3 separate regions of the Mus musculus genome follow, and regions 1 and 3 are each linked to region 2. The links are chromatin contacts, called in public Hi-C maps. All regions are on one chromosome and are shown on one strand. Each heading gives the region's core, a stretch centred on a gene start, on an enhancer-like site or on the middle of the called end of the contact. The rest is flanking DNA. Distances are from core to core; before and after follow the strand shown. Region 1 has its middle 17 kb from the start of Gm24869. Region 2 holds the start of Sgip1 (SH3-domain GRB2-like (endophilin) interacting protein 1). Region 3 overlaps Sgip1 (SH3-domain GRB2-like (endophilin) interacting protein 1).

Region 1 (4,399 bases), core at 1,180-3,679, 40 kb before region 2:
GGTGCTGCAAGCACGGCTTAGAGAGCTGAGCTGAGTGAGATCCTGGGCCATCAGTATTGGCCTGCTGCTTTAATTTACCCAGAGATCATTTTTATATAGAAAAATTGTTTATTTCAAGATTTACGATTGCTTGTGAATGGAAAAGTCCACCTCACAAATTGAACCAATAAATTTACGCATTGGGTTTAGAAAGCAGCAGAGGAATTTTAAATGCAAACTTCAGAAGGAGATGGGGAAGCAGCTGAGGTGTTAGCTCAGATACCTAAAATTACACTGAGATTTTTATAGCTGCACAGGGTGAGTTACTTACTCTGAGATGGGGAAAATACATAGATATAGGCATACAGTGCACACACACACAAAACCATGCATAAACAGGAAATATATTTGCATATATTTTAAAAGTGTTCTTTGTATATAGGCACTTAAAGTGAAAAAACGCTAAAAATAAATATATCAAAATATATGCAAGATTTTTATGTGAAAAATATGGATGTTTGTTGAAAGGCTTTAAAGACCTAAGTAAATGTTCACCGATTTTAAGATAGATTCCCTCCATCTCCTCACCTCAAATAAAATGAATAATAAAATCCCACCGAAGGTCTTCATATAACTTAATGGGCTGTGTCTTAGTTAGGGTCATCATTGCTGTGATGAAACACCATAGCTAAACAACTTGTGAGGGGAAAGAATTTGTTTGACTTATGGTTCCAAATCACTGTTCATCACCAAAGGAAGCCAAGACAGGACCTCAAACAGGGCAGGAACCTAGAGGAAAGAAGTGATACAGAGGCCATGGAGGGATGCTGCTTACAGGCTTGCTCATTATTGATTGCTTAGCCTGATTTCTTATAGAACCCAGGACCACAAGTCTAAATATGGTACCACTCTCAATAGGCTGAACTCTCCATCAATCAATAATTAAGAAAACACCCTAGAGCCTTACCTATAACCTGATCTTATGGAGACTTGAGCTTGTGTCAAGTTGACATGAAACTATCCAGCACAGATTATAATCGGCTATTTAGTGTTCTCCTTAAAATACTGTATTAAATTCTAACATGTAGCAACCCCAGAATGCTAGTGTTTTAGGGGAAAGGATCAATGGAGGGGTGACACAGTTGCAATGAGGTCATTGGTACAGGCCCCAACCCAACATGACTAGTGATTTTAGTAAGTATGGATCCGAGTCTGAAGCACCTCTGCAAAAATCCCCAGGATTCTGTATCCTGGAACAATGAGCTGGACCAGGAACCTATGGATGTTGATAGAGACAGTGGTCCTGTATTATGGAAGGGGAGTGGTAGTCTCAAGAGTAGAAACGAGCTGCTGAGCAGGGACCATAGGAGCTCAAGAGCTCAGACCACCTGAGTTTACCATCCTATGTTTACATAGAACTACTTTCTCATGACCTCGTCTTGTATTTGCTGTTCATTGCTGTTGTAGGGGTAGAGAGGAATTTTAGTCTTTATGCCAACTTGATTCTTTCATCTGGTAATCATGATGCCCCATTTCGGTGCCACTACTCTACTGTCAAAGTACCTTCATAAAAAAGGAAAATCTGAAAATAGACAAGGATAAAGAAAAGATAACATGAAGACACTCTGAGTAGAACATGCCATTTTTAAGTCAAGAGTATCTGAAGCAAACATTTTTCTCACGAACCTCAAAGGGGAACCAAACCCTTAATCTTGGACTCCGGAGCTGTATGAATATAAATTTCTGTTGCTTGAGCCACTAAATATGTATTACTTGTTATAACTTAATATTGAGGAGCAAGGGATCATGAATACGCAAGTTTCAAAATAATTCTAAGAAGGGTGTTAGCATGTTATTTTAAGTTATGTTGACTAATGCAGGGTAGTCTGTGAAGAGATAGTATTATTTCAGCTTTGTATCACTGTTCAAAAATACTCAAAATAATTAACCAACAAGAGAAAATGCCTATATGATTCACAAGTTTTGAGAGTCTAGTTTAGGACTGACTGATTCCATGAGTTGGGGCTTCTGCTGGGGGCATTGGATGTCAATGGTGGGTCATGTGACCAATCACAGCAGCTGATGTTACAACCAGAAAGCAGGATCTAACCCAGCAACCTCAGGACCTCTCCTTAGGACCCACCTCTGAGGATCCACTACCTCCAAGTAGTAGCACCCTGGAAGCCAAGATGTTAGTACAAGGACCTTTGAAGACATTTCTCTAAATCATAGCAGAGACATAGACTAGTGGAATCAAATAGAAAGGACAAAGACATAGACTGTATTTTAGTGATATTGAAAGATGACAGACAGCAAAAGACATGGTACAAGTGTTGGGACAATGTGATTTGCTTGGGAAAATTGAAATTTGATTCTTACCTTGTACAAACATAAAATGTCACTGCCAGTAGATGGCGCTTAATACAGAGCTCCATACTGGTTAAACTGCAGAGAATAAGAAAACTGTGGAGGGCTCAGTGTAAATGGGGCATGGGTATCACACCTCCTCCATTCAGGGCTCAGGGATCATGGAAAAAGATGGAGCTAGAAGATTGTAAGAGCCAGAGATTGCTCAGAACTGTTGCAAAGCAGTGTTTTCTGGACATGATAGTCACCTTGCACACAAGAACTCAACTGGCTGTGGCTGTGCACACTACCTACATTAGATCAAGCCAATAAAAATACAAATGTGGATGGTGGAGAGACCCACAAAGCTCCATCCTAGCTGAGGAGTTCTTGGTAGTTGGTGGTTGCCAATAGAGGGAGTATTGGTTTTCTTCTGAAATGCAGCTGTGGTAGTTGCCCAAGATAGAGTAAATGATCTCATTCCCACAACATGTCCTCATAGCACCAATTGAACTCAGTGGTTAAAAAGGACATACATGAACATAAGAGGAAGGACACGAACATAAGAGGAAGATGTGGTTTCAGGGGAGAAGTTAGAGGGGAGGGACTGAAGGTGAATTTCATCAAAACACATTGTAAACATATATGGCATTCTCAAAAAATAATTAGAATTTTTTAATTAAAAATAAATTTCTACCAAATAGAACAAAGTCTGAATTCTAGGAGAAATCACATTTGCAATCTAGAATATAGGACACTATCTTGGACAGGAAAGTGCCATTAAACCAGACTCAAAAGACATCCATAGTGGGTGGAGAGATGGCTCAGCCATTAAGAGCACTGGGTGCTCTTCCAGAAGTCCTGAGTTCAGTTCCCAGCAACCACATGGTAGCTCATAAAACCATCTGTAATGGGATTTGATGCCCTCTTCTGGTGTGTCTGAAGACAGCAACAGCGTACTCATAGACATGAAGTAAGTAAATCTTTTTCTCAATCAGCACAAAGGAAAGGCTGGGAATAACTCAACTACAGTAAAATTAAACATGTATGTTTACAAAAGACAATAAGAAATTAGGGAAAAGACACATTTACACCAGGAAAATTATTCAGAGTAAACATAACTGAAATTCACCAATGGCTATTACAGTTGAGTAAGGAAAACAAAATAACTATATTGCCTAAAAGGGCAAACTATATATGCATAGCAGTTTGTCGAGCAGGAGGATAAAGAGATGCTCAAAGCAAATTAAAACCAACCCTTACTGAGGTAAATGTTAAAAAATCTAGTACTAACCAATGCTGGGAAGGGTGTGTCCCTCTCGTGGAGAGTAATGGATAGAGCCTATTCTGAGAACTAGTTAGCAATAGTTAATCAACTTGAAAATAAAAATCCACTTAATAATTCACTAATCCAGCTCCCCCTCCCGTGTGTGTGTATGTACAAAGAACATATATACATTTATATGCATGTACTTTCAGTAGAAAATCATTGAAGAGTCTTTCTACATGCAAATGGGTCCATAATCTTTTTTTTTAGCAGTAAGTGAATATGAGCACCACAATAAACATGCTTGATTCTCACAACCTAAGTAATTACATTTTAAATGAAAATGTATGATATATATGTGTATATATATATGCATATTATATATATGACTTCTCTGCCACTGTACATCTGTTAGAATGTATAAACATATATATATATATATATATATATATATATATATATATATATATATATATACACATACACACACACACTGTTGATATCAAGCTAAAGTGAAGCCATTGTTAATAGTAACATACATGGAGTGTTAAAAATATATTGCCTAAGAATTGAAATCTCAGACTGGGGAGATGTTGTAGTCAGTAAAGTGCTCACTGAACAAGCGTGAAGATCTAAGTTCAGATCCCAGTGCTCACATAAAAGCTGCATTTCATTGGGCATCTCTATAACCCTAGCACAGAGCTAGGGTGTTTGGAGTTCAGTAAAAGATTCTGCCTCAAAACCTAAGGCAGGAAGTAACAAAGGAAAACATCTAATGTCGACTCTACCACCACTCACACAAGCACG
Region 2 (4,570 bases), core at 1,831-4,330:
ATATACAGGTAAAAGCAGATGTCTCTTTAACATACTACTTTCTTTCTTTCTGAATGTATGCCCACGAGCGAAACTACCCAACCACGTTGTAGTCCTCTGTCAGGTTAAGCAAGCTTTCTATTGTTTTTTCAACTGCGCTTCTACTAACAGTGTGTAAGAGTTTTCTTTTCTCAGCTCTCCATCAGACTCTGTTATGTTTGAGTCTTATTGTTAATAGATAGTTTTAACTGGCTTTGTATTTCCCTGGTAATGAGTGGCAGTGAACATCTTTTACATACTTCCTGGCTGTTTATTAATCTTTCTGTCTAGCTGTTAGGCGTTCAATCCTAATACCAAACTGGTGTGAGTATGCAGTAAATGTGAGAGGCTTCTCTCTGTTACAGTTGAGCCATGGCTGGAATCAGAGTCAGCAGACTCTCCCTGCCTGCGATCTGCAGCCATGGTCCATCTCCTGCATTTCCTGCTTCCATTTACCTCCAGACCTCACCTGACCAAACTTCGCCATTCAGAGTTCCTTATTAATTTTATAATGTCCACCTCAAGTTCACCCCATTTTTTCCCCTGAACTATGCTAAAATTTCATCAGCCTTGTATTTTCCCAATTAATCTTGCTTGGCTCTGTTTTCTCTTCAGCAACTTTTCAGGCATCTCCCACAAGCTGGCCCTCTGTCTCACCTTATCTTTCACCACTGTTCTCAGTGGGTGTGGCTCTCTGCATTCAGGTCTCTGGCCGAAACCTTCTGGAGCCATGAGCCAGCCCTTCTGTGTCAGTGATAGTAATTCTGCAAGCTAACATAGAGGACTTAACAAAGCTGTAGACACAGCACTAAGTAACTTTCAGGCAGAGTCTCAGAACAATTCTGGGCATATAGTAAGGCATTACCACAGATCTGCTTTATTGCTATTTATAGCAGAGGTTCCCAACCTTCCTAATACTGTGACCCTTTAATACAGTGCCTCATGCTGTGGGAACTCCCAACCATAAAATTATTTTTGTTGGGACTTCATAACTGTACTTTTGCTACTGTTACAAATCCCAACGCAAATATTTATGTTTTCTGATGGTCTTAGGTAACCACTGCCATTTGACCTACAAAAGGGTCACGGCCCACAGGCTGAGAACCACTGGTTTATAGGCTTGTGGACTTATTCTAACTTCCATTTTATAGGTAAGAAGCCAAAGTCCAGAGTTGTATAACTGGCCTCTGTTCTCAGACCTCAATGAAGAAGAGACAGGATTCCATTTCATTGTTTGATACCAGTCTCCATCCCTGTTGTTAATCTTCATTAAAATAATTTGCTAATCACACACACACACACACACACACACACACACACACACACACACACACACATCCTTTATTCAATAACCCACCACAGTTTTTAGAGCCAATCAACTTGCCCTTAAGACAAGTGTTACTTTGTAATCTCTTCCTTTTAAAACTCTACGGCCTCATAGGCCTCGGGAAAAAGCCACGAGCATGTATAGCTCTCAGGAGACTTTAATGTTTAAATGCAGAAGCCACAGAAAGATGGATCCTTGTGGGAAAACAATGAGGCTTTTAAAAATTATTATTATTGCTATTATCATTAATTATTATTATAAAACTCTTGTAAGTTACTAAGAAGCTGAGTTGCTTTTTGATTTTGACTAATTCATCTCTTCGTTCGGCCTCTTTAGTATTTCATAGCCACCAATATCTCGTATTCCCTCTGGAGGAAAGAATCAGACTATGTCGAGATCTGGGTAATACTAAGTGAGGGTGTTATAAATGATCAGCCCTATTGTTAGTTTCTGACCTGATCTTCAATAAAGAGATTTTCATAGCCCCGGCTTTGCTATTCTTCCTTAGTTTAAAGACCTTTCTCTAGCCTTTTCATCATCTGCTCCCTACAGTGATAGGCCTTCCTTACTCGATTCAATTTATTTCTTTTTGCTTTGTTTTAGCCTGGTTAAACCCAGGATCACAGGACACCAGGCCTGGGAGTCCCTCCCTTTGAAGGACTCCTAGGACTTTTGATAGCACTCAGGTGACAGACCCTCAGCTCCACCAGACCTTGTGCCTGAACCTTTCCCCATTCTAGCAAGTTGCCAAGGCCCAGGCTCCGCCCATTCCTCCAGCGCAACCTGGACCGATTGCCTTCCTCTCTGGATTTCCCTTGGGGTGAACGACTGGGCTCCTAGGCGACTGAAGACTGCAGGAGGAGCGTCTTGCAAAACCTGCCATGTAGCAGCGGCTTCAGTTGGCAGCTGTAGCCGAGGCTGCAAGCGAGGCTCCCCACCTGGGGCAGGCGTCTGCCCAGCTCGGCTGGAGGACGCGGTGACGGAGGGCCCCCGCAGCCCCGGGGTCGCGGCTGCGGAGCGGAGTGCGTGGGAGGAGGCGACTCGCGCACGCCTGAGGCGGCCAACGCTTAGACTCTTGCCTTCAATCCCCCTCTCCCGCCTCTCGCCCCAGAAATGAGCTGGAGCATCGCCTGTTTGATTCCAGAGCCCGAATCGGGTGGGTTCTTTTGTTTCTTTGTTTTAATGACAGTTGCCAGCCCTTGGGCATGTCATGCGCAATTAATTTCCTGCTTCCTTTCAAGGCAGCTGGGATGAATTTTTTTTCCTGCATCATCCTTTGGGGGATGGTTGTTTATGATGTGACGTCAGCGAATTGATTTTTCTCTCGTGAATGAGAGGAAGAGACACACAAGGAGAGACAGAGAGACCTAGACAGAGAGACAGGGCGCGGGGGGTGTGGGGGCCAGAGAGACCTAAAGAGAGCGCGAGCCAGCCACAGATGACAGATGTGCACAGAGGCCAAGCGCTGACATTTGAAATTCCTTCAGGTCAAAGTGAGGTTGGAATGGGAGTGTAAACGTGTGTTGCTAAGATCTGGAATTACTAAGAAGTGTTTTCTTAAAAAAATAAGTAAAAGAGAGAAAAACGAAAAAAAAAAAAAAATCCCTGGGATCAGCCTCCTGGGCTTCTTTCTTGCTGGCATCCCCTGTCAGGGTGGCAGTTCAGATCATCGGGCGCCCCAGAGCCGCAATAGGCTTGCAAGGACCACGAGGAGGGGCGGGGGAAGTGCGTCACCAGGTGGGGAAGGGGCTGTGTGTTTGGAGAGGAGCGGGAGGCAGTGGGGGTAGCGAGCAATGGGGACGGGAAATGGGTTCCGTGCGCTCTCCGGGGGTATTGTGTCAGGAGATGCAGGCTGGCTACCATGTGACGCGGTCCAGAGCTGAAGGGATTGGCCGAGGCAGCGCAGGCGGTGCAGCTCGCCGGCTTGCTGTTCCTCTCTGCCTTTCTCTCACAGCATCTTCCTGGGAGACTGTAGGTGAAGCAGCACTAGCTGCATCCATGGCCGGTCTTTCGGGTTAACACTTGTCTCCTTTGGCTTGGCAGCAAGCAGAGCAGACCTCAGCGGCAGCTTTGTGAGGACTTAGCTGGGACCTGGAAGCGTATCCTCCTGTGTTTTTTCTGACTTCTTGGAAAATAAGGAATGCAATTCTGCCACCATGATGGAAGGTAGGATTCCCTCTGCTGTGGTTGGCTGGCTCCAGGCAAGATTTGGGTAGACCAGTATGGAAGAATGCATGCAGCCCGTGGTGTCTGTGTCTAGAACCTGGCTGCCAGGATTTTTGCAAGCAGATACTGCAGCTTGCTTGCAACCGGGCCCAGGCTTAGACTAATGGAATCAAACCACAGGGTTTCTGTCTAGCTCAGAATCTCCACAGCTCCCAGCCTCTTTGAAAAGAGAAAAGCCTAAGTGTTTGCAGAGAGCTGAGGCAGCCAAGAATAAGGTCTCAGAACAAACAAGTTGGGGAAGAAGATAAGGGGTTTCTGTGGAAGGTTAAGCACGCTGGTTAAATCTTTGCAATGGAAAGTATTTTCCGAAATTGATATTAGACAGAAGAGGTCATCGAGAGAGTTATCTATGCTGGCATTTTCAGTGAACTGCTTACATATCTTATAAGATATTCTGATCTTTGAGGTTTGCATTATAGTATTGGAGTGAGGGGTGCAACAAATTTGGTTCATAAACTGGAGTTTTATGAGGGCTGTCATTGCAGCAGAATGAACGATCTAAGAAAAAGACCTGGGCCTCTTTGCTCCTTCATCAGGTTCAGACCAGTTCGTAGAGGAAATGGCTCTTAGTTTAGCATCAAGTGATTAGTTGCTGATTATCTTACTGCATTTAATACTAAGTGTAGGGAGGACCTTCCCCTGGGAGATGCTATTTAAACTACATTTTATTCTACCAGCTTGCCCTTTCCAGTCTAAGATAGTGACAGCCAACATCACCTCAGAAAAAGCAACAAATTGGTCAGAGAAGAAGCAGACAGCTCTATGTTGCCTTTGATTATCTGTTTTCACATTGCAGGATGGGGTAAAACTCCTGGCCTTTCCTAAGATGACAGGCAGAAATTTTGGACCCAGGCTAGATTTTATAATGCAGAACCTAGTGCATAATGGGTCTCAGATCAGCCACAGAAATGTCAGAGGGGCCACCTAAAGCCAAGGTCTGTCCTACCAGTTGCCAATGGTCAATGGACCTTAGCAATTTACCAAACTGGAATAAAAGGG
Region 3 (4,788 bases), core at 496-2,995, 53 kb after region 2:
TGGAACAATAAGCATCCCTGCCTTTAGGTTCCTGCTGTGACTCCCTCGGTGATGCACCAGTGACCTCAAAAAAGTCTAAGGCAAAATTAACCATTTTCCATTAAGTTTCCTCTTAGTGCTCTGCTCAGAGTGTTTTGTGGCAACACCAGGAGGGAAACTAGAGCTACATAAGTAACTTTATTTCACACATGCTTGCACACACCCAGTGTCCAAGATGCCTGAATTACACGTGCCCCTTCAGGTCCTGTCTCGAAGTTGTTTATCAAAGAGATGAGACTTCAGGATGCATGGCCTCCTTTGACAAAGCGACCAGCTGTGACCACATGCTAGAAAAGTCCACCTGGTCTCGATTAAACACAGAAGATGAATTTGCAAGGAATGGCTCAGAAGCTCTTTTTATAGTATAGAGGAGAGCAGCAGAACTACCCAGAGTAGTCAGTCACTGATTGTGATACATTAACCATTTGCACCAGCATTTATAAAACATTTAGGTTAAGTCCATTTTGCAGAGTCCTGGGGAATAGATCTCTGGGGTCCTTAGTTCGTCTCTGTGCTCCCTCTGGGTTCTCAACCACTGGGGTTGACTATTTGCTTCACAGCCAGCCTTGACTGTGAAGAGATTGACAATACTAATCTTTATTTACATAAGCAAAGGCCAAGGTCCTCCGTGTCTCCGTCAGCCCTGTCTGTGTTCTGTCCTCTGTTTAGGCCCTTTCCTTCCTGCTCTGTTTAGTGTCTACTAAATATTTCTCTGTTACATGTTCTTACATTTGTTCATATGGCTGGTTTATATCGGGATATTATCAGTAAGAAGAATATTTCTTTAATTCTAATCCCCCTAATATAATAGTCAATAAATCTCCATTGCATGCTTTATCTCTAGTTAGTAATAGTTAACATTTTGGAAAAAAAATATTAGCTTAAAAGCCTTTTGGGGCTGAGTGGAACCTTTTTATGGAATAGAAAGGAGTCCAGTCCTTAGAGGGATCCCAAGAAGTAGATTTGAGATAAGCCAGGAAGTAGAATGAGCCGGGTCTAGGCTAGCTGCTGTTAGGTTTTCAGATTAAAGTGAGTCTGTTGATTTGGCATCTGCTTCTACTTAGACTCTAAGATTTCTGAATTTGTAAATTAGATGTTAGCCTCTCCATCTCTTCAGTACCTAGCATTTAGTGCAGATAGTAAAAGGGGAGAGGGGGAGGAGTTTGTTGCTGTCAAACTTGGCCCTTGGAGTGAACAGATGCTGAGCAGACGTGGTTTGGACCACTCACTGCCCAGACGAATCAATTTAAGTTCCTTAAAAAGATGCTCGTCTCTGACTATTGAGGAAGAAAATATTTCAGCAGATATCTGTCCATCTCCTAAGCCTGCAACAATTTCTTCTTCAGGGCCTGTTAAAATCTAGCCCCTGTTATCCACCCAGATCTTATTAAATTCCTCTCTTCCTAGGTAGCTTAATTGGCTTAAAAGGCAAAACAAGTCTATTTAAACTGCTCTACTGTTCACAGAGTCTTTTTCCATGAGACAGAACCACTCAAGCTGATGAATTACCAAGAAGCCTTCCTCCACCAGGGTGTTCTGCAGGGTTTCAAGGTTGTCAGATGTCTAGCAATATCTGAAATGTGATAGTAACTTTTATTTTAGCAAGATATGTTAATCCACTTAACAGAAAATAACATCAGGACAGTGGGAGGGGATTGGTGAGGTTGTGGCTTGCTGGGGGAATGTGAGCAAAGTTCTGTTCATCCCAGGTACAGTATAGTGAACAGTAAGTACCGCAGGACCAGCGGACCAGTGAATTTACTGGGAACACAGGGCATGGGGTAGGGCTCACCTCCAGGAAAGCAGGTGCATCCCCAGAGCCCACCGCATAGGTAATGACTCCGGGAAGCTGCACACCAGACTTCCCGACCAACTTGTTGCTCCATTGCAGAAGCTATCCTCTAGCAATAGCTCAGCGCTGAAGCACAGGGGAGGGGTCTCTCAGGTTTTGTGGGTTTCTTGAGCTCCCTGAGCCCTAGGAGACTCTCTTCTCTTTGGGACTGGATATTTTAATTTGAAGTATACAGTGATACAATGAGTGTGTAGCTCAGTGGTACAACACTGACCTGCCATGCAATAAGGCCTTGGATTCTATGCACAGCACGCATGTGTGTGTGCACACGCACACGCGCGCACGCGCGCGCGCACACACACACACACACACACACACACACCTTAGTGGATCATGCATACACAAAAATTCATGAAAGTAGGAGAGGGACTAGTTCAGGAGAAGCAGGAGCAAGATAAAGATATGATCAAAATATATGTATTGCATATATGTATGTATTGTGTACATGTATGTAATTGTAGGAAAAAAATGAAGCTGTAAAAGTAACAACAACAACACAGGATAAGAGTGGGCAGAAAGCCTTTCTTCCCTGCAGCCCAAACCCATGCCCATGGGTATGTGAGCAGATTTGACAGATGACAGTCTACATGTGGTGTCTGTCTTTGGAGAGCCTGTGCTTGCCTACTTCGAGCTCTTCTCAAATGTTTCTCATTGGTGACCAGGCTTGCCACGCCTCCCGCCCGCCAGACAAGAGCAACCAGTGCAGCAATGGCTCATTGACGCACAGGGATACTGCCCGGGCAGCATCCCCATCAGAAGCGTCCCTGAATTACTTTCCAAGCACACCTGTGTTTTCCTCTATCCCTGCAATTATCTGTGCTCTTTGGGCCCCGTCTGGCTCTGTGCCTTTATCTCTGATCACAGCATAAGTTTATATTTTGCCTGCCTGCCTTTTCTCATCGTTCATTTCGTGCATGCCCTTTCCCCTGTTGCCTCTTGAGTTCTTGGCGGTGATTTTGTTTGTTTTCTTCTGCTTTGTCTCCCTTGACTGTCTACTGTAACCTTCCATCAATTTCCAGGCAGACTCTGCATCAGGGAGACTCTGACCACTTACGGCATCTTTTAGACCTTCCATCATGGAGCCTGAGACTTAATGCTTCTGACATGATATAGCATGTTTTTATGGGGAATGGGTCTACAAAGTAAAGTTACGTTAATTTGGACCTCTAGCCAAAAGGTCCGTCTGCTTCTACTTAGACTGTAAGATTTTTGAATTTATGAATTAAATGTTAGTGTCTCCATTTCCCCAATATCTACTTTTAGTACAGATAGTAAAAGGAATTAACCACAGATGACCTGTGTGTGATGCTTTTCCAGTAGAGTTAGAAGGATATTGAAGCTTTTCGTCTGTATCCAGGGAGTAAAGACTGTACGCTGGAGAGCCCTCAAGCCTAGCAATATCTCCTGGAGTCCTACTAAGAAATAATGCTAATTTTCTACCTGTCCTATCAGTTGTTGAGAGACATGCTGGCCCCCACACTGTTCCCTTCTTTCAGGTTCATAAATATTTGCTTCATGCATTTTGCAGCTCTCCTGTACATGCATTTTGGCTTGCATGTACTTTGTCCTTTTATAAAGATAGTTTTCTCTGTGCCCGTAGCAATCGCCTTGCAGACGCCATCTTTGTCTCATATCCACAGGCTCTCCTACTCACCTTGGCTTCCCATTTGCAAAATGTGTTTTCCCATCTTTCCATTTTCAACCTACACAATTACATTTGAAGTTCGTTTCTTATATTTGGCATTCAAATTGGTCATATTTTTAATCATCTGGCCAATTTCTGTTTTTATTACACACACTTAGTCCACTTACAGTTATGAAACTATTGATGTGTTAGAGTGTAAGTATGGCATTTGGGTTGTTTTCTGGCTTCTTTTTCCCACCTTCCTGGAGGCTGTTGCTTGAACATTTTTGAGAATTCTATGTCATCGAAGTATATCCCTTTATATGTTTTTTAGTTGATTCTTTAGCTATTACAGTATATATATATGTGTGTGTATATATATATATGTATATATATATACATATATATATATACATATATATATATAAACTTTCCACAGTGTACTACTGGTACTATCATTATGTCACTTTGGGGGAAGTGTGGGAACTTTATAGATTGTTATGTCCTTTTACCCTCTCCCATTTAGAATAGAACAGATATGACCTTAGATGGCAAAATATGTTGTTATAAGCTATATTATGGTATTATATTACATTATATTATTATAAGCTACATTGATATATTATAAGAAGTAATTTATAAAACTGGAAAGAAGGTGGAAAGCCTAGTGTATGCATTGATATTTTTGCCTGCCATGGTTTTTATTCCCTCCTGAAGTTCCATGTTTTCTCTTCCACCATTCTTGGGAAAAGTTTTTCTTTAGGAAGAAAACTGTTAAAAGTGTCTTATTGTTTTCTTTCCTCGGGCAAGAATTTAGTTTTCCTTTATTTCTGTACGACAGCTTCACTGAGTGTTGAATTCTGGACTAACAGAGGGCTTTGTTGTTGCTTATTTGGTTTTAGGACTTAAATATATATTTGCCATTTTCCTCTGGTTTCGATGATGTCTAGTGAGAGATGTGCTGTAGTTAGAACCATTTTCCTGCATAATCAAGATGCCATGTATCTCTAGTTGTTTTGTGGATTTATTTATAAATGTTCCTAATACTTAGCTTCTAGAAGTTCAGTTATAATACGTTAGGTATCATTGTGGATTTGAGGGGTGTTCGTTCCCTTTGTAATTAGCTCAGCTTCCTGAATTGGTATTTTATTTCTCATCAAAATTGGGGCTTGGTGCCGGGTGGTGGTGGCACATGCCTTTAATCCCAGCAATTGGAAGGCAGAGGCAGGGGGATTTCTGAGTTCTAGTCCAGCCTGGTCTACAGAGTGAGTTC

The links. A called contact is a pair of places that touch in the nucleus more often than the background predicts.
Region 1: a contact with region 2 is called in a Hi-C map of rod photoreceptor, with 2.4 times the contacts expected there. The contact joins the enhancer-like site here to the promoter of Sgip1 in region 2. A contact is called at or near these places in 1 of 39 promoter capture datasets (macrophages), 1 of 15 datasets of contacts at CTCF or cohesin (pro-B cells), 7 of 484 Hi-C or Micro-C datasets (cerebral cortex, conventional type 1 dendritic cells, cortical glia and 4 more), 1 of 115 datasets of contacts at active chromatin or transcription factors (SST interneurons) and 1 of 9 other capture datasets (adipose tissue).
Region 3: a contact with region 2 is called in a Hi-C map of the N1E-115 cell line, with 2.4 times the contacts expected there. The contact joins the enhancer-like site here to the promoter of Sgip1 in region 2. A contact is called at or near these places in 4 of 484 Hi-C or Micro-C datasets (the N1E-115 cell line, cerebral cortex, liver and 1 more) and 2 of 9 other capture datasets (liver and pancreatic islet).

The regions. Positions count from the first base shown.
Region 1 is chr4:102,717,337-102,721,735 of GRCm38.p6, forward strand. No RefSeq gene overlaps it. Among named protein-coding and RNA genes, the nearest start is that of Gm24869, 17 kb to the right of the region's middle. Within about 2 kb of position 2,430, at least 33 of the 459 cell types and tissues checked have an H3K27ac peak or open chromatin away from gene starts, as enhancers often do. A contact at or near this core is called in pro-B cells and rod photoreceptor, where this site is marked.
Region 2 is chr4:102,757,055-102,761,624 of GRCm38.p6, forward strand. Sgip1 (SH3-domain GRB2-like (endophilin) interacting protein 1) reads left to right here and starts at 3,081. Exons shown (of 26, transcript NM_001285852.1): 1 at 3,081-3,511. The coding sequence starts at 3,502.
Region 3 is chr4:102,810,971-102,815,758 of GRCm38.p6, forward strand. All of the region lies in intron 1 of Sgip1 (SH3-domain GRB2-like (endophilin) interacting protein 1), which reads left to right. Among named protein-coding and RNA genes, the nearest start is that of Sgip1, 53 kb to the left of the region's middle. Within about 2 kb of position 1,746, at least 10 of the 459 cell types and tissues checked have an H3K27ac peak or open chromatin away from gene starts, as enhancers often do. A contact at or near this core is called in the N1E-115 cell line and liver, where this site is marked.